Linked DNA regions of Mus musculus: all the other regions are linked to region 1. Evidence: chromatin contacts called from public Hi-C, HiChIP or PLAC-seq and promoter capture Hi-C data. All regions are on one chromosome and are shown on one strand. Each heading gives the region's core, a stretch centred on a gene start, on an enhancer-like site or on the middle of the called end of the contact. The rest is flanking DNA. Distances are from core to core; before and after follow the strand shown.

The links. Promoter capture Hi-C pulls out the DNA fragments that hold promoters and counts their contacts. Hi-C and Micro-C count contacts between places; a contact is called where the count stands out from the background. HiChIP or PLAC-seq counts read pairs in DNA pulled down with a chosen protein or histone mark.
Region 2: a promoter capture Hi-C map of pre-B cells shows a contact between it and region 1. The contact joins the promoter of Cytip here to the promoter of 4930555B11Rik in region 1. A contact is called at or near these places in 1 of 39 promoter capture datasets (pre-B cells) and 1 of 115 datasets of contacts at active chromatin or transcription factors (memory CD8 T cells).
Region 3: a contact with region 1 is called in a Hi-C map of cerebellum, with 2.3 times the contacts expected there. The contact joins the enhancer-like site here to the promoter of 4930555B11Rik in region 1. A contact is called at or near these places in 3 of 484 Hi-C or Micro-C datasets (cerebellar granule neurons, cerebellum and neural progenitor cells) and 2 of 115 datasets of contacts at active chromatin or transcription factors (embryonic forebrain and forebrain).
Region 4: an H3K4me3 HiChIP or PLAC-seq map of embryonic forebrain shows a contact between it and region 1, with 6 times the contacts expected there. The contact joins the enhancer-like site here to the promoter of 4930555B11Rik in region 1. A contact is called at or near these places in 5 of 484 Hi-C or Micro-C datasets (DN3 thymocytes, Th1 cells, adipose-derived mesenchymal stem cells and 1 more) and 2 of 115 datasets of contacts at active chromatin or transcription factors (astrocytes and embryonic forebrain).

Annotation. Positions count from the first base shown.
Region 1 is chr2:57,179,393-57,183,564 of GRCm38.p6, forward strand. It overlaps 4930555B11Rik (RIKEN cDNA 4930555B11 gene), which reads left to right and starts at 2,439. Exons shown (of 4, transcript NR_040633.1): 1 at 2,439-2,533. It overlaps BB557941 (expressed sequence BB557941), which reads right to left and starts at 2,362. Exons shown (of 3, transcript NR_040356.1): 1 at 2,263-2,362. It overlaps n-TAcgc8 (a tRNA gene), which reads left to right and starts at 2,686; the gene lies at 2,686-2,757. It overlaps n-TGgcc8 (a tRNA gene), which reads right to left and starts at 3,072; the gene lies at 3,002-3,072.
Region 2 is chr2:58,158,161-58,162,332 of GRCm38.p6, forward strand. Cytip (cytohesin 1 interacting protein) reads right to left here and starts at 1,962. Exons shown (of 8, transcript NM_139200.4): 1 at 1,722-1,962. The coding sequence starts at 1,895.
Region 3 is chr2:57,907,838-57,912,009 of GRCm38.p6, forward strand. No RefSeq gene overlaps it. Among named protein-coding and RNA genes, the nearest start is that of Galnt5, 88 kb to the right of the region's middle. Within about 2 kb of position 2,039, at least 6 of the 459 cell types and tissues checked have an H3K27ac peak or open chromatin away from gene starts, as enhancers often do. A contact at or near this core is called in cerebellar granule neurons and cerebellum, where this site is marked.
Region 4 is chr2:57,697,233-57,701,404 of GRCm38.p6, forward strand. No RefSeq gene overlaps it. Among named protein-coding and RNA genes, the nearest start is that of Gm25388, 45 kb to the left of the region's middle. Within about 2 kb of position 1,724, at least 35 of the 459 cell types and tissues checked have an H3K27ac peak or open chromatin away from gene starts, as enhancers often do. A contact at or near this core is called in embryonic forebrain, where this site is marked.

The DNA of each region.
Region 1 (4,172 bases), core at 1,189-3,688:
TGGAAGTGATCCAAAGAGTTTTCTGGAACATGCCTCCTTTTTCATCTCTCCACCAACCACAGTAGTAAAATGGTCCAATAAGTTCAAGCTATCCACTTGGCCCAAGCCAGACCAGTGATGCCACACCACAGCCTCTGCTGGTTTTAGAGCCAGGGCTCATTTGCTTTATCAGGTGACTCTCCAGGGGCTTTGGATCTGTGGACTTGGAGAAGGAGCATTTAAAATGAGGCTTCCTTGGTCTTAACTCTGAAATCCTCAAAATTACTGAGAGCCTGGCTTGCATCATGTGCCAATTCTATTATCCACACACTCAGGGGTAGACAGGAGAATTGTCCCAAGTTCAAGACCAGCCTAGGCTAATTATCAAGCTTCTGCCTTAGAAGCCAAAACAAACCAACCAACAAACAAACCAGAATTGATTGAGAAAAAAGGGAAGGCTTCTGGTAGTAGCTAAATCGGCAGAAGGTTGAGGAAAGGAATCCTAAGGAGAATTCCAGAACAAGTTGCTAGAAGAACATGCATCTTTCCCAGTTTCCCTATTGAAACCCTTGGGGTAGAGACTGATTCTGACTCCAATTTCTGATTCAGAATCAGTTTAAGAAATGTGTGCTCCTCCAAGGAGCTGAAGGGGTCTGCAACCCTATAGGTGAAACAACAATATGAATTAACCAGTTACCCCCCCACCCCCCACCCCAGAGCTCATATCTCTAGCTGCATATGTAGCAGAAGATGGCCTAGTCTGAGTTCGAGACCAGCCTGGTCTACAAAGTGAGTTCCAGGACAGCCAGGGCTATACAGAGAAACCCTGTCTCGAAAAACCAAAAAAAAAAAAAAAAGAAAGAAAGAAAGAAAGAAAGAGAGAGAGAGAGAGAGAGAGAGAGAGAGAGAAAGAAAGAAAGAAAGAAAGAAAGAAAGAAAAGAAAAGAAAAGAAGAGAAAAGGAAAAAAGAAAATAGGAAATGTGTACTCCTTTGGTGTTCTTGTGGGAATCCTAACAGTGGGGACGACTTGTGGGACCCTTTTCTCCCTATGGGTTCCCTGCTCCTGTCTTGATGTGATGGTTTGTGCTTGGTCTTATTGTAGCTTGTTATACCACGTTTGGTGGATGTTCCTGGGAAGCCTGCTTTTTTTTTTTTTTCTGAGGAGAGACTGACAGGGGTAGGGGAATAGGGGAATAGATGGGGGAGAGGGGAGTTGGAGAGGGGAGGGGAAAGCTGTTGTCTATATGTAATATATTAGAGAATAATAAAAGAAAAAAGAAGAAGAAAGAAAGAAATGTGTGTTCTAGTGTCTTGGAAAGGAATGCAGGGATATTCTTGGGTATAGAGCAAGCCTCCTTGATAACGGCCCACTGGTTTCCCCCACTTCTTTTGAAACATTCCTTATTATAGCTGAATTAGATCCACGTGTGGCTTTGTTCTAGTTAACAAAATCAGAGTTATCATTTGTTTAAATGGCTGTAAGCATATGTGGACATTTGCTTATTCTTAACACAGGATGTGATTATGAAGCTGGTGGTTTACCCAGTGACTTTTGACGTTTTTCTGCTTTCTGCTCTGCCTTTTGGAGAGCACAAGCGAAGGGTGAGGAAACTTCAGGCCTTCACGCTGCCGCAGCTTTATGGCCTCAGCCTAACAGGTTAAATGGAAACGACCTGATGCTGCTCTGCCTACACCATATACCTACCCTGCTACCACTGAGCCTCACCTGGAATGGAATCAGTTTTAAATACACCTGGAAGAGATACACTCGTCTTTTCATTCATAGCCCATCGAACCATCTAGCTTGCATCCAACCACCTGGAACTTTAGGGCTGAGGTGCGGTTAGGTCAGGGTAGATGGAGGACATTAAACGATATATATATATATCAGTCAGTCCGACTGACCCAAGGTGTAAATAGAAAAGGAATGAAAAGCCGTCTACAGCAGGTTCTCCACCCTATCTTAACATTTATACAAGTCTAAGCCACCAAGAAGGGGACAGCATCATTTTGTTTCAAGTTGAGAATCATGCAAAGGAGGAGCAAATAGCAAAATCATTTTCTGCTGCAAGAGTTGACTGTAACCTCCATCTAAAAGAATCTACGGGCATTTGGTCCTCCAAACAGCAGAGCATAAATGTTAACGTCACTAGGTAAACCATAGATTTTACGCAGCTTTCCTGAGACATAGGGGGTTTCCAAAAGTGCAGGGTACCCAGATAAATCCACAAAAGTTTTAAATGCAGAGACAGGCATATACAGCAACAAGTCTCTTGAGTCACCTGAATGGTGTCCGCAGTTCCTTTCTTCTGGCCCAGCGAACTAGCCGACTTGTAGAGGACCCAGTCTGTAACCTAGCTGAAAGAAAAGCTCAGAACCTATGCTACCCGCCAGGAATCGTTGGCGCCTGCGCAGTAGGATCAAAGAGCTGGGCTGCGCTCGGTCCCGCCCCTCTGGCAGTTCAAGGCTCCCGGCTCCAACTGGAACCTGGCGTTGACCGCCTGGTTGCGACTCTCCTGGCCGCTGAGTTTAGCTGCGGGCTCCCTGCACCGGGTCGGTTCAGATGTACCACGAGCAGAGCCTGAGAAAGGATTATAAAAAAGAAATGCACTGTGGAATCTGCTAAAGTCAGACTGACTCCTTGGTTTAGAGGAGCGTTGGGTTCTTTGTATAAGTAGGCATATGAAGAGAGCAGTTAGCGGCTGGGGGATGTAGCTCAGTGGTAGAGCGCGCGCTTCGCATGTGTGAGGTCCCGGGTTCAATCCCCGGCATCTCCAAGCAGCCGGAATTCTGTTTTTCATTCTTTCTCAAAGAAAAGATTTTCACTTGTACATTTTGCCCACCACTACAACATCGAAAACCGAAAACAAAAAGGCCGTGAAAAATCTGCAGTGTGGAAAACTCACTCTAGTGATTGCTGGGAAAACAAGTGAAACGAAATGCTAGGAAGAAAAATTCGTAGTTTCTTTCTTCATTAATGTTAATATTTTAGAAAAACAAGATTTGAAACAAAAAGGCAAGTGCATTGGCCGGGAATCGAACCCGGGCCTCCCGCGTGGCAGGCGAGAATTCTACCACTGAACCACCAATGCAAGCACATATTATGGTGTTCTGTTATACTATACTAGGATATATTTACACATGAGTAATTCTTGTGTCAATTCTGTTTTTATATATATATTTAAAAATTAGGAAAAGAAACAGAATTCTTTTGTTTTTCTCCTTAAGTTTTTAAATCTCACTTACATACATTGTATTTGAAGATAGTTCCACTGATCACAGAATCTTAGGGCAGAAAACGTTTCTACATGTATCATTGAGCATGTCACAGAGTTTTAAATTCAACGATCGTTAAATATTGGCAAAATATTAACATTTTAAAATTCTTACTATTCTAACTTTTGTTAAACTGTATGAGGGTTTTGGGGTGGGAGTTTGTGTTTACTTGGTTTTGTTCTTGGCAAAGAATGCAAGTGTATGAAGATTTACTCTATATACAACTTTATGATCTCCAGCCTATTTTCAAATACTTTGATCTCATTTATATGTGTGTATAATATATATATATATATTAATATATATGTATGTAATAATATATGTATATATATTATACTATATATATGTGGATATAATATATATTATATGTGGATATAATATATAATGGAGATATATATCCTATTTTGATTTTGTTTTGTTTTTCGAGACAGAGTTTCTCTGTGCAGTCCTGGAACACTGTAGACCAGGCTGGCCTGGAACTCGGAAATCTGCCTGCCTCTGCATGCACCAACACTGCCTTTTTTCCAGACAGGGTTTCTCTGTGTAGCCCTGGCTGTCCTGGAACTCACTCTGTAGTCCAGGCTGGTCTTGAACTCAGAAATCCACCTGCCTCTGCCTCCCAAGTGCTGGGATTAAAGGCATGTGCCACAGCACCCAGCTTGGCCAATTATTTTAAACAGTCAGAAAAACGGAAATATTTTTAGGGATTGGAAATAGAAATGAGAATGAGGAATTAGAAACTTTGACACAACTTAAGTTATTAGGAGAAAACTGAACTGTCCTACTGACACCCCCCCCCCCACACACACACACACACACACATACACACACAGAACTGGGACGTATTACTTACTCTGGCCAAGTGACCTGAGTTCTGTAGATGGTTCCTGTCTCGTGAGTGAAATGACACTCTTGG
Region 2 (4,172 bases), core at 712-3,211, 980 kb after region 1:
CCAATGCTCTGTGGATAGCAAGAACCAACTGCACTATTTTCTCAAGGAAACTGGCCACATGCTGTCCCTCCTCTCAACTCTCACAGGCACACACTGGATTTTCCTGACACACCAGAGTCTGTGTCCCCACATTAGGGATTCCCATGCTTAGGAAGCCTAAGACAGTTTATGGAGACATATTACATATACACCTGCTCAAACTGTCCCCTAATGCTAACCCTTCTCCAGCCCTCAGGGCTGACATATAGTTTGATTTACCTGGCAGGGACTGGCAACGTGTAAAGCCTGAGCTGAGAACAAGATCTGGAAAGATTCCCTCCGTGGTGCAGTTATTAACAGTATTTTTCCTGGTAAGTGATATATGCCGAGAACAAATAGTAGGATAGCAAATGATCAGAATTTGGTGTAATGGCTTTGTATTAAATAGAAAGAGAAACAGACTGCTCTCTGTTTAGAATCTGAGTAAACCCGTTGGCGTTTCCTGTGTTGCCCATTTATAAATCGATACAGATGTTCACCAAACTTTGTATTATAAAAACACGTTGGATTGAGAATGACAATCAACTACTAGCAAATGAGCTTCATCACTGTGGAAAATGCCAAGGAATCCACTCACCACATCAGGTCCTGACTCTCCCCTACGCTTCAACTTTGTAATGCTGAAGTTAGATGAGCTCAGAGGAGAACACAATATGCACAATGTAGTAAGCCACAAAGCTGTGTTTTAAGTCAGTTCTAAACATCTTGTGCATGACTGTTTATATAAATTCAAATACACACCTTGGACCTTATAGAAAAGTATATGATCAAAATACATAAAGTGGTATATAGTTCATTCTTATGTATTACAAATGGAAGACCAAAGATTCAGAACAAATTCACTAGACACATACTTTTCCAGTTGAGTTTTCATCTCTAAAGACATTTCATAAAAATTTTCGAACAGCCTTTATTGAGTGCTGAGTGCCCTGTACATTTCCTTACTTAAAGGGCAGAGGGTTCAAGGAAGTTGTTTCTGCTGTTACCTAATCAAGTGAATGGAGTTTAGTTTGATAGCTTCCTTTTCAGAAAGACATAATGTGAGGGGGGCAGCTACCAACTTGCTCTGTATGCCACAGCTACCAAGCAGCCCATTCACCTCCCCGAAATAGTCCTACTTCCCAATAGCCCAAGGTTCTATCATTGCTCCAGGACTGAAGAATTCACTTGGCTGACAGAGGTAGTGTTCAAGGAGAAGTCTTCTCTCGATTGTGAACTGACGGGGCCTGGAGGTAAGCCCAGAGGGAGACAATGAACAGACACACAAACGGAGGAGTGTTGATCGTGTGGGTTGTGTACCTGTAAACGACCTTCATGTTCATTGTTCTCAACAACTTTCATTTTACCTGAGCACATCTTTAAATGAAGATAAATATTTGAGTCTTACTTTAAAAAAAAAAAAAAGTGACTGTTTTTCTATCCTTCAACTGTGATACTATCTCTGGTAGACATGTCACCTCCCCCCTCACATGTACTCTCAGTCATTAACTCCTAAGTTAATTGGGTAGTAGACAGAGGTTCTCCTCAGGGAAAAGAACTCTCCTTTGAATAAGAACCGAAATGACTCCTAAGCGCGGGGAATAAGGCTGGTAGTCAAAGTTAACAGAGACACGCAGGAGCAGGTACCACTTTCAGCAGAGGTCAGGCAAACGTGAACACTCTAGACAGCGCAGCAACCTTACCTGCTTTCGTCCCCGGGGCAAAGTAGCTACAGTGTCTGCCAGCACTTGAATCCTTCGGTTGTCTTCCATCGTGAGCTGGCCCGTGAGGACGGAGTAGGAGCCGTAGGCAGAGTCAGCACAGTACTCCAAATTGCCATTGCTGCCCTGCCGCTGCAGAAACCTTTGCAGAGACATTGTGGGCAAAGATTAATCCCGCCAACACATGGTTCCCTGGCCTTGCAGGAGGGAGGAAGCGAAATGCACAGCCCTCTGACACGCAGTCGAAAAAGTAGCAAAGCCAACAGAACCCATGTGACTGCTGTGGTTTGAGACACTGTTGCACAAAGCCTATAGAGGAGGTCACTCCTACTCTCCAGTGCTCCTGAGAGAACCTTGCGTTCCTTTTCTACAATTAAAAAAAAAAAAAAAGAAAAAGAAAAAAATCAGTGTACTTTTCCTCCCTCAAACAGCCGGAACATAGAGTTTGATACTCTATGGCTACGGGTACTCAAAACAGAATTTTCCAGAGAAAGAAAAGAAAAGAAAACAACTTTGTTCAAGTTCGCTCATTTGCTTCCTACCCGTTTGCTCATTTAATATTAGCACCCCCGTGCACTTAACAGACTGTGCCCTCACTCACTCTTTTGGCTGTAAATGTCACAGGTGCTGGCCAGGTTGTTCTCTGGTAAAGTCCTTGTGGTGTTCCTCCCTCTACCTCATTAAAGTTCATCAAAAATGCATTCTGTCCCTAGAGCTGTAGCCGTTTGACATTCACCTAATTGCCTTTATGCCGCTTTATTCTTACCGCAATTACCCATCAGCTTTATAAGAACATAACGGGGAGGGGAAGGAAAGGCAGCGTATTTAGTGCAGAACATTGTTCGTATCTGGGGCTACTCATACCTACAACTTTAGGGGGGAAGAAAGCAGTGGGAAAGAAGGGGGTAGTCAAGCTGAGATAACACAGGATGGTTCCTGTGGCAGTGTGCCATCACGGTGGGGGGAGGGACTTGAAAACAGTTGCTTTTTTTATTTTTTAAATTTTGTATTTTTCAAGTAGTTGAAGATAACGGGTTTCACCCAGAAGCAGGAAAGTACGTAAAAGGCAGAATCAAAGCAAAAATAAAAAGGAGAAGTTTTAAATAGCACAGAAGTCAAACACGCACGTAAAAGTCGTTTGGAAGGTCACTACTAGAGTTTACAAGAGTTAGAAAAGCTCCGAGCTAGAATGGAATGCGTGCACTAGAACTCGAAGTGGGTTCAACCCAAGCAGAACTGGCCAAGTGTGAGTCATAAAGTCGTCAGAATTAATGAAAAGAGGAAGCCGGATCGGAGAACGGTAACGCTCTAACACAGCATGACTCCTTACTGTTGGAACTGAATAAGAATAGAAAGAAGACGATGTCCCTTAAAACATATAAAATCTAAGTTGGAGATTACAAGCACACATCCTTCTAGGGGGCAGATATGTGTAATTCAAAAGAAAGTGCTGGTAACTTTGGTAGCTTAACAATTTTTTTTTTCCTCTAGGAATTTTACAGTCAGGTAAATGTGTTAATACTTGCAAACATTGAATCAAGCCAAGTTCTATAGATGAAAACAGTAACTGTACAAATTCAGTGTTATGAGGTATTAGTCTGTAGATTGCAGACATTAATGATTGACTGGAAGCATGTTTCACTATATGCCATAAAATGCACCTAACATGCTGACTCTTTCAATAACTACATTTACATTTATATTCCACTAGTATTAAAAAAAAACAAAGGCACATCTGCTCCCTGCCCATACACATCAGTCAGGCCACACCCATGAATGTATTTACGAACTGGCCAACCATGATGGTTCGGGTCTCTCTTCTGATTCTTGAGGCCTGCATCGTGCCACTTACTACACACTTTGAATAATATCCCGATCAGTAGTGTCATCTGTGATAAAATGACTCATCTTCAATGACAACGAAGCTTTCAGACACCAAATTGTTGACTTACAGCAGTGTGTGACTGTGTAGGTTTTTAGAAGTTGTGGGCTTTTTTCCCCCTCTAGGATTTACCTTCCATCCCCTCTCAGCCTCTTCATTACTGTGAGAAGGGGATACAGTAGACAATCTGCTCAATCTGTCTACCATGCAGGTCTGAGGTGTCCTTCAGTGTCCATAGGACAGAAAGGACAGATTTGACGTTCCTTCTGCATTCTACTTTCTAAAGAGGCCCGTCAGACTTCTTCAGATCATCTCTTTAAGATCTAAATACCACATGTGGGTCATAGTCAGATACACTCACGACAGTTTCTACATTAATGTACCACATCCTCTCAGTTAGGAGAGACCAGGAGGCAACTTTTAACTTCAAGTTTACATTTTGTCTTAAATGTATAAACTGGAAAAGAAATGTCTCTCTGTGAGAACTAAAGGTTAGTTAAAAAGAAAGGAGTTATATGTTAAAAACTAATTGAATTGTAATTTCCTGAACC
Region 3 (4,172 bases), core at 789-3,288, 730 kb after region 1:
GTCAATTTTCATTTGTCCAAAAGAGTTTGTCTTGGCAGTGGCAAAAATGTATCCCTTTTCCCCAAACAAAGGCTTACACTTCATGTCTTGGGTCACTGTCATTCTATAAGAAACCTTAATAAGGTGTCTGGTCCAGTCTGTCTTTAGCACAAAGACTACAGGTAACTTATGTTTTGCCACCTTGGACAAATCCATCTATTGAAAATAGAAGCTTTCATAGTTAGTGTCTATCCTGGGCTCTAGGGCCATGAATTAGTCAATTAACAGTCACAAATGCCTGCTCTGTGTTGGGCAACTTTAGGGCAAGACTTTAAATAGCAGAGATCACCCTCCCCCAGTGTAGAAGTCCTCATCCTATCCATTTTAAAGATGATGAAGAAATCTTATTGGGCTCTGTGTGGAGTCAAGCTGGCACCATTTAAAAAGTAATAAACGTAGGTAGCATTCATTTAAAATCTTAGCATGTACTGCTCTGAAGAGCTTGCACATGGGCCTGTGAGATGTCTCAGTGGATAAAGGTAAGTGTGGCGACCTAAGCTTTATCCCCAGGCACCATGTGGTAGAAGTATGGGATAACCTCCTGTAAGTTGTCCTCTGACCTCCATTTCCAGGCCATGGCACCTATGGGCATGTGTGTGGGCACACACACTAGATAAAATATAAGTAAAGATACAATCTCGTGAGGAATTTTCTTTATCAGACTCTCTAAGGACAACAACATGTTGAGACATTAGCTGATTATTCAGAGTCACGATATCATGTGGTGATATTAGAATTCAAAAATTCTGAAAGAATTATTCTAGAGGGTTTTTTTTTCTACTCTTGAGCATTGTTCATGCCATTAGGATCCTATTCTTCTGCGAATCAGCGTGACTTCTTCATACTGCCAGCCTAAGAGCCCCATACCTGTCCATGTCCATAGGAATCAAACTCAGGTTTGTCATCTCAGCACTAAAGACTTTAGATGCAGTCTGGACTCTATCAAGACTTTGAGTCTGGCTCTTCCAGTACATTCATGTATGCTCTACCCTTGATGGTCTTCCCATAACTCCTCATATGTGTGCTTGTGTTACTACTTAGAGATCTTCTTACTGCTTCTTTGTACATTCCCAGTGCTTACCCATTAAGCTGTCTTTTCTTCTACTTCATACTCTGCTTACTCCATTTCAACGTCTCTAACCTTGTGTAGCAACAGCACTACTACACATTGATAAATTTAAAAATTAGCCACATACCATTCTCAGATAGGTATGTTTAACCTACTCAAATCAAATGGATGATGTCTTAGATTTTTACATGTCACATTGCCTACTTTATTTATTGAGGAAAACCTTCCTCACCACTGTCTGATAATTCCCCCTATCATTATATCCCTATATTTTTCATTCATTGCAAGTGACTCTTAAGAGTTGAGCTCTGTAAGTTCACTTACAAAGGATTATCATCCACTCCCTAGTATGTGCAACATTCTGAAAGGTCAGTACCCATGGAAAACAATCCATTTCAGCAGTAAACGTCACAAAGGCAAATTTCCTCCAAACATCATGTGTTACAAAAGAGCAATGTTTTAGTTTCTCAATAGTTTGTTTAACTACTATGTAAGTCAAGAAAAATGAAGGCTGTTAAAATTACTCCAGTTTCAAACAGAGAATCTGCCATTTACGCAAATAAACTAACAAAAAGGTAGCCAACATTATCATATTGTATGCTCGATGTTCAGTTTTTAATAGGCAGTTTGTTACTTAGAAATAATATAAAACTCATTTAATTGTGTATATCAGAAAAGTGCTATTATTGCCAGGATGGCTCTTCTGCAATATTAGTAGGAGTTCATAACTGACAGCTATCTTCTCGAGGTTTTTTCAACTCTTTGATTCTGGGAATACAGAATTCTTTGCCTGTCTACCCCACTGTGGTCTTATTCTCTCTCTCCCACACTTTGGAAGGTCTCCAAGTGTAAAACGGTACAACATATGCAGCCTGCAAGCAGGGCAGGCATAAAAAACACCATAAGGCTACACAAGCAAACTTCAACTGTGGAATGCTGGGAAACAATCGCAGGCACTACACCAACTTGGCATAAAACAATCAGAGGATGAGGTGGCTCTTTCCGAGCAAAAGCATCATCCTGGCAGACATGCAAAGAAGACCACAAAGATAGAAATATTGTGCCCAGCAGTTGGTGTTGCTAGCCAAGAGTGATCTACAGAGGTACTTGCACAGATCAGACTGACAATCACACTTTTACCCTCATTCGTATCCATGTGCCTAGAAGCACAGGCCCTGAAAGAGCCCCTTCCATGATAACCATATCATTTGCACACTTGTGCAGAAAAACCTGCTTTCTTTTCCACTTTTAGTCTTCTTACTGACCCTTAAGAATGCTTGATAACCTCCAACAAAGCATTCCCAGAGTACCACGAGTATCCTTTTCTGTACAATCTCAGTCCCTTATGGTCCTGATATTGTCCTATCTTGTTTATTTACTTGTGGGGAAACCTTCCCATATATAAACAGAGCATCTTCAGAACAGAGATCATGTAATTTTCATTCACTTTCACATTCCAAGTGATCATTAACATGACCTGTACATCAAGGTCCTACATAAATGCTTGTTTGAAATGGGTGAAAATAATTAATTTTCATCATTTATTCATTTCATATCTATCAAATGCTTTCAATGTGCATTATTCTGGGAACTTGAGATTCCAGAGAACAACAGATACACTCTTCATCATAGAATTATATAGAAGAAGTCAGAAAATATGGATATATAAAACATAAGCTGGCTACTGGGTAATAGATCATGATAAATAAGGCAAGGCAAGAGAATAGGGACTCTTAGAGGTAGGCTATAATATTAAATGGAGGTGGCCTCATGGGGTATATCTATAATGGATTAAAAGGGATAGGGAATGAGAGATCAGAGTGAAAGAGGGAATATGGAGAAAGATAACTAAAGTCCTTTGGGAATGCCATATGGAACCCTAATACTGTAGGAGCTTCCTAAAATATATACATACACACATATAAAAAAGGGTTTAAATGGTTTTACCCTATAATGGGGAGACAATGTCACCCCCAGATACAACGATCTGCCAGATAAAGAGTCCAGTGCCTGGTCTGAGCTACCTCTGTTTGAGTTTTTGGTCCATGGTGTCCATAGACCCATATCAAGAACATTATAGGGTATTTCTATTTCTCATAATTGCTCTCATGTAAGACCTCATGGCTTAAGACATCACATACGTGAATTACGGGGCATGTAAAAGTCAAGCTGGTACCAACCTGGAATCCTCTCTGCTACTGGCTATCTATCATAGTGTTGGGAGGTGCTAAACATAATGCTCTCAGGGAAAACGTAGTCACCAACAGTCTCACTCACATGTGAACCCTAAGAGCTACAATAATGACTGTCATAATAAGATTGTCATGGAGGAATGTTATGGAAATAACTCATCATTATCTCATTGGACTTAAGACCTACTCTACAAAATGGGACCAATGTATCATTAACTGGACCACAAAACAATGGCTAGTTAAGTTTTAGTCCCCAGGGGATAGATTATTATTATTATTATTATTATTATTATTATTAGATTTAATAATAAACTATCCCCTAAGTTCTTTTTGTTTTACCCAAAGATTATTGCATCTCTCAAGTGTCATCAGACAAGGTACTTTCTTCAGTAGATGGTGATTAATACAGAGCCCCTTGACTGAGCAAAGTACTGAGAATAAGACACTGTGGCTATACAGTGTTTAGCTCTAAATGGGACATCTATATTACATCCCTCCCTGCAAAGTTTAAGGATCATGATGGAAAAGCAGTGGAAATATTTTAAAAGCCAGAAGAAATAGATGTCTGTGGCAAAATAGTATTTTCTGAACATGAACTCAGAAAAGACAACCCTACCTGAGGATCCATTAGCAAGTGATGGCTGCTGGGAGAGACAGTTTTCTTCAGGGTTGTAAGCCTTGAGAGGCTACACATATTCTAGTACATGGTCTCACATGCATGCATATATAGGCAACAGTAGATGGACTCAGTAAGAATTATGGAGAGAGAGAGAGAGAGAGAGAGAGAGAGAGAGAGAGAGAGAGAGAGAGAGAGAGAGAGAGAGAAGGGGGGAGGGAGGGAGAGAGAGAGAGATTGGAGAGAGAATTATAAT
Region 4 (4,172 bases), core at 474-2,973, 520 kb after region 1:
ATTTTAAAATGTAGGCAGATATGACAAAAATGGAGCGCTCAATCCACAGGGTGGCCATTAACTGCGCTCCGTTCCTGTATGTTCTCAATTCAGACCACAATTACTGTCAGGGAATGGCCCGGGAAGCTCCTTCGTGTACGCAAACAGGAATACTATTCATTAAAGAGCACTTTCAATAAAATAGAATCTCTATTTTTTTTAATGAATATTTGAGAAAGAAAATACAATCTTGGGTTCAGAAACCTGCAAGACAGTTATTATTCTTTTAATAATGTAGACTGTCTCATGTACATACACGGAGAGTTGTAGGGGAAGGAAGCAGAAATGAGACTGTGGGCTTTAACTCAGAGGAAATGAAAGCACAGAGCCACTGTAAACGAAGTCAATGTTAAATAAGGATTTCCTGGGAGCGCCTACAGCAGCCATGGCTTGCTTTGGGTTTTATTGATGTCCCAAGGATGATAGATTCTACTTAAATCTTTGAAGCCCAGTTAAATATAAGAACACGAGGCACTTTAGAAACTGAAAAACACCATTAGGCTCTTCTAAGCCCTCCACTTCCTTCAAGAATTTATCACTCTGAACCTAGTTCTTTTTTTTTTTTTTTTTTTTGTTTAATTTATTTTTTAGTTTTAATGATGATGAGGTTTATACCTTTTTTTTGATTTTTGGTTCTGATAAAATGACTAGTGACAGCTTTGTAGAAAATGAGATCAGTGTTATTTAATGCTCAAGAAAAATGTCTACAGCCTTTTCTTTTTAATAAACTTTAAACATGAATCACTAATAAAAACAAAAGCAAGATTAGTGTTATACATAAGGGTAAACATGTATATGTAGGGAAATGAGCTAGGAGGTGTTTTAAACGTGGAAGCAGGTTGCTCTAGTGGCAATGTACCGCAGGGACTTAAGAGAGCAAAAGCACTCTCCAGAGAGTCCCTTCTTTCACCAAAAACACCCCAGGAATTCTCCTCCTCTAACAAGCCGTCCAGGGAAGAGCTAAATTGTACTTTCCAAGAAACAATCAGATCACAAGTCTTTAAAGGAGCGACAAAATAAATAAAATACATAAAACCCTAAAGCAGAAGCAGGATAAGGTTAAGACACGCCATCCTTTTTAAAGAAAAGAACTAACACCAATTTAGCATCTTCCTGAAGAAAGCAAGTTTTTCATAAAGGCCTGAATTGACAGGGGGTTGAACAAAACCAACCCGAGACTCCACAAAAGAAACCGACTGCCAGTTAACCAGTTATCATCTGCATCCTGGTATTAGTTTCCACTCATGTCTTAGCTAATAGAACAAGGGCTAATTTTCAAGTAAGTTTCCTGAAAACAATTTCCCCCACCCCCGACTTTGGCTTTTCTGTTTGGTTACCCGTGGAGAGCAAGAATAGACACTTTGCTGACCGAATGTTTGGGAATAGGAGGATAGTAGACACGCCTTTCAACATTTCATAAAGCAGGCTGTTTTTCCTCTTGTCTATCAATGGCATAGAGAAAAGAGCAGAATTACAGAGACAGCTTTTCCGCCCGCGTGTGCCAGTCACGCATGGAGTGAAAGGCATTACCCTTTAAACAATTTGGGAGTGGATGGCGTTAATAGGTAGGACAGATAGTTACAAAGTCCAGATTAACTACAAAGCGCAGAGACATGTGCAAACTTGTTATGCGGTGAAAGGGAACAGACAGAGGCGATTATTTACCATTCTGGGGACCCAGTTGGAGCAGAGCGAGGAGGTTCCGCACAGCAACATTGCCCTCTTTTGGTAAAACAGGGCATACTGTGTTTACCTCACTGGCAGGTGAAAGCATTTCTTCAGGACACAGAAATTTTCCACTGCAAGAAAAATGACACAAACTAACCCAAAACAGAGCATGGAGCAAGAAGGAGATGACTTCTGTGTCTAGAAAACTGACAACAATCTCAACAGTAAAGAGCCGACGGGACGTGCTAACAAAGAAACCTCGAGACCCCAGTCTTTCTGTGGTCCCTTTTCAGCGACAGGGGGATTATTTACTCCTTAATTTATCCTTGACAGCTTCAAGTCTTCTCCAATAAAATCAGAATCATGTAGGAGTCAGATTGTGACCAAATAAAGCAAGCGCTAATTCTTTTGAAGCCCACCCCCTTCCCCTCTTATGCTTCAATATGCAGTCTGTCCTCAGGCAGCGGGAGCTGAAGTCACTCAATAGAGCCCTTTAGTCAGCAAGCATTTTGTGCTTTCTGGTTCTAAGGACTCTGCAGTGATTTAGAGCAGTGAAGGAAAGGGGGCTTGATTACATCAACAAAGGGAGAAGGCGCTGCCAAGGCAAGAAATAAAGTTAACCTAATTACTTTTACTCAAGTTGAAGGCACCCTCACCACTCTATCAATAAGAATAATTTCAGCCTTGTCACTGCTTCTAATCTTCTTTCTGTTGTAAGTTAGAGGATGGCTCTTGCCAAACCCTTATTATAGGAATTTTCTAATTAAAACTTTAGGTATATAGAGATACCCACCACAAATGCAGATGGGCTGAGCCAGTTTAGAACGGTGTGCTATTCTCTCTCCAGGACTCTACATCACCGTCCTTGCTAAAACATTTGTGAGGGATGACACCTGTCTTTTATTGATCCTGGTCCTTTTAGGGGCCAGGTCAAAGCAAGGTCATTATGTTTCTTTAATAGTTTTTGAGAACATTGACTTCACAAAAGAGGGAGAATACTAACTCCTGTTTTTCATTTGTTTGTTTATTACTCCCTAAATATAATACCAGGTAAGACGACAATGCTTCTCTGAAAGTGAAAAGTTAACTGTAAACTAAGTAATTCCATTCTTGAGATGTCCTTTTCAGCTTTTTTTTTTCCACCCTCTTTTCACTCTTGTGGCTTAGAAAGTCCACATCACTATATTAGGACCATTTTCAAAGCAGAGATTTTAAAAAAAAAAAATTAAAATTTAATGCTTACCTCAAATTTTCTTGATTTATGTGCAAGAAAAAAAAAACAAAAACAAAAACAAATAAACGACCCCCCCCCCAATGTGTGACTTACTACAGTAGCTGAGAACAGTTCTAAATAAAACTTCCAAGGAACCACTTTGAGGTTCTTTTCAACCAATTTGGACTGCCTTAAGTCAGCCAATGATGCTCTTACTGAGAAAGCTTACATATTGAATTCCTATCAGTCACCTTATTTTACCTTTGCAGAAACTCCATGAGGTAGATAAGGGTCCTGTGATGGCTGGCAGGTCTTACTGATGGACAGTGAGGCTGGAGACACAGCTCATGTTTGTCTCTGGGGGGGGGGGTGTTGTTGTTGCATGTACAGGTGAACTGGAGCCAGCCATAGTTCTAATTTTGTGTCCTTTCATGCCTCCTGGTTTTTGCCACCAAATAAGTCATTGCAAAAAGTACCTTAAACTATAGGGAATGGAACTTCAACCCAGCAACACTCCTTACTAGCACAGAGAACCTTAAGCTGTATAGAAAACACCATACAATTGAAACTGAGCATGGGTCGTTCTGTTCACTCTTGATTAGAGTGATGATGAAGTGCAACATAATCTTAACCAAAGAGTATTTTACGTGGTCTCTGGTCCCATAAGACTAAAGATGTTCGGTGTTCTCGATTCCTGCTACAACAAACACTGCTGTTGCTTCACAGTGACAAATAAAGCCATCCGTTAATGTCCCTGTTCCTTCGTGATCACACTGACATTTATCGCTCCCACATCCAGGGGCTCCTCTCCACACTGTGCCTCTCAGCCTCTGCAGGATTCATACCTGAAGGGATGGAATCTAATCTCCCAGTGGCAGTATTTGAGGGGCACATAGGTGGCAAAAGCAATTGTATAGGTCTGCCACCAAACACAAACAGCATTCCAGGTAAGCCTTGCCAGACAGCATCGTCCTGTTAGAGCATATTTTCACTGAAATCCCCTCTGAACCTAAGGAATTTGCTTACTATTACCTGTAGAAGAATATGTGCTTGTGCAAATTTCTCTTGGCCAAAATATGCAAGCCCTTATTACAGTAAGAAAGAATTGGTTCCCTGTAGTCATCTATGTCTTTCTGCATGAATGTCTTCATTGACCTTTGAGGCCAGCAGCATAATTGGGGGGGTGGAAGAAGAAATGAAATTTATTCCGGGACAAAACAAAACAAAGATTGGTATGGTTGCTGGGTTTTTT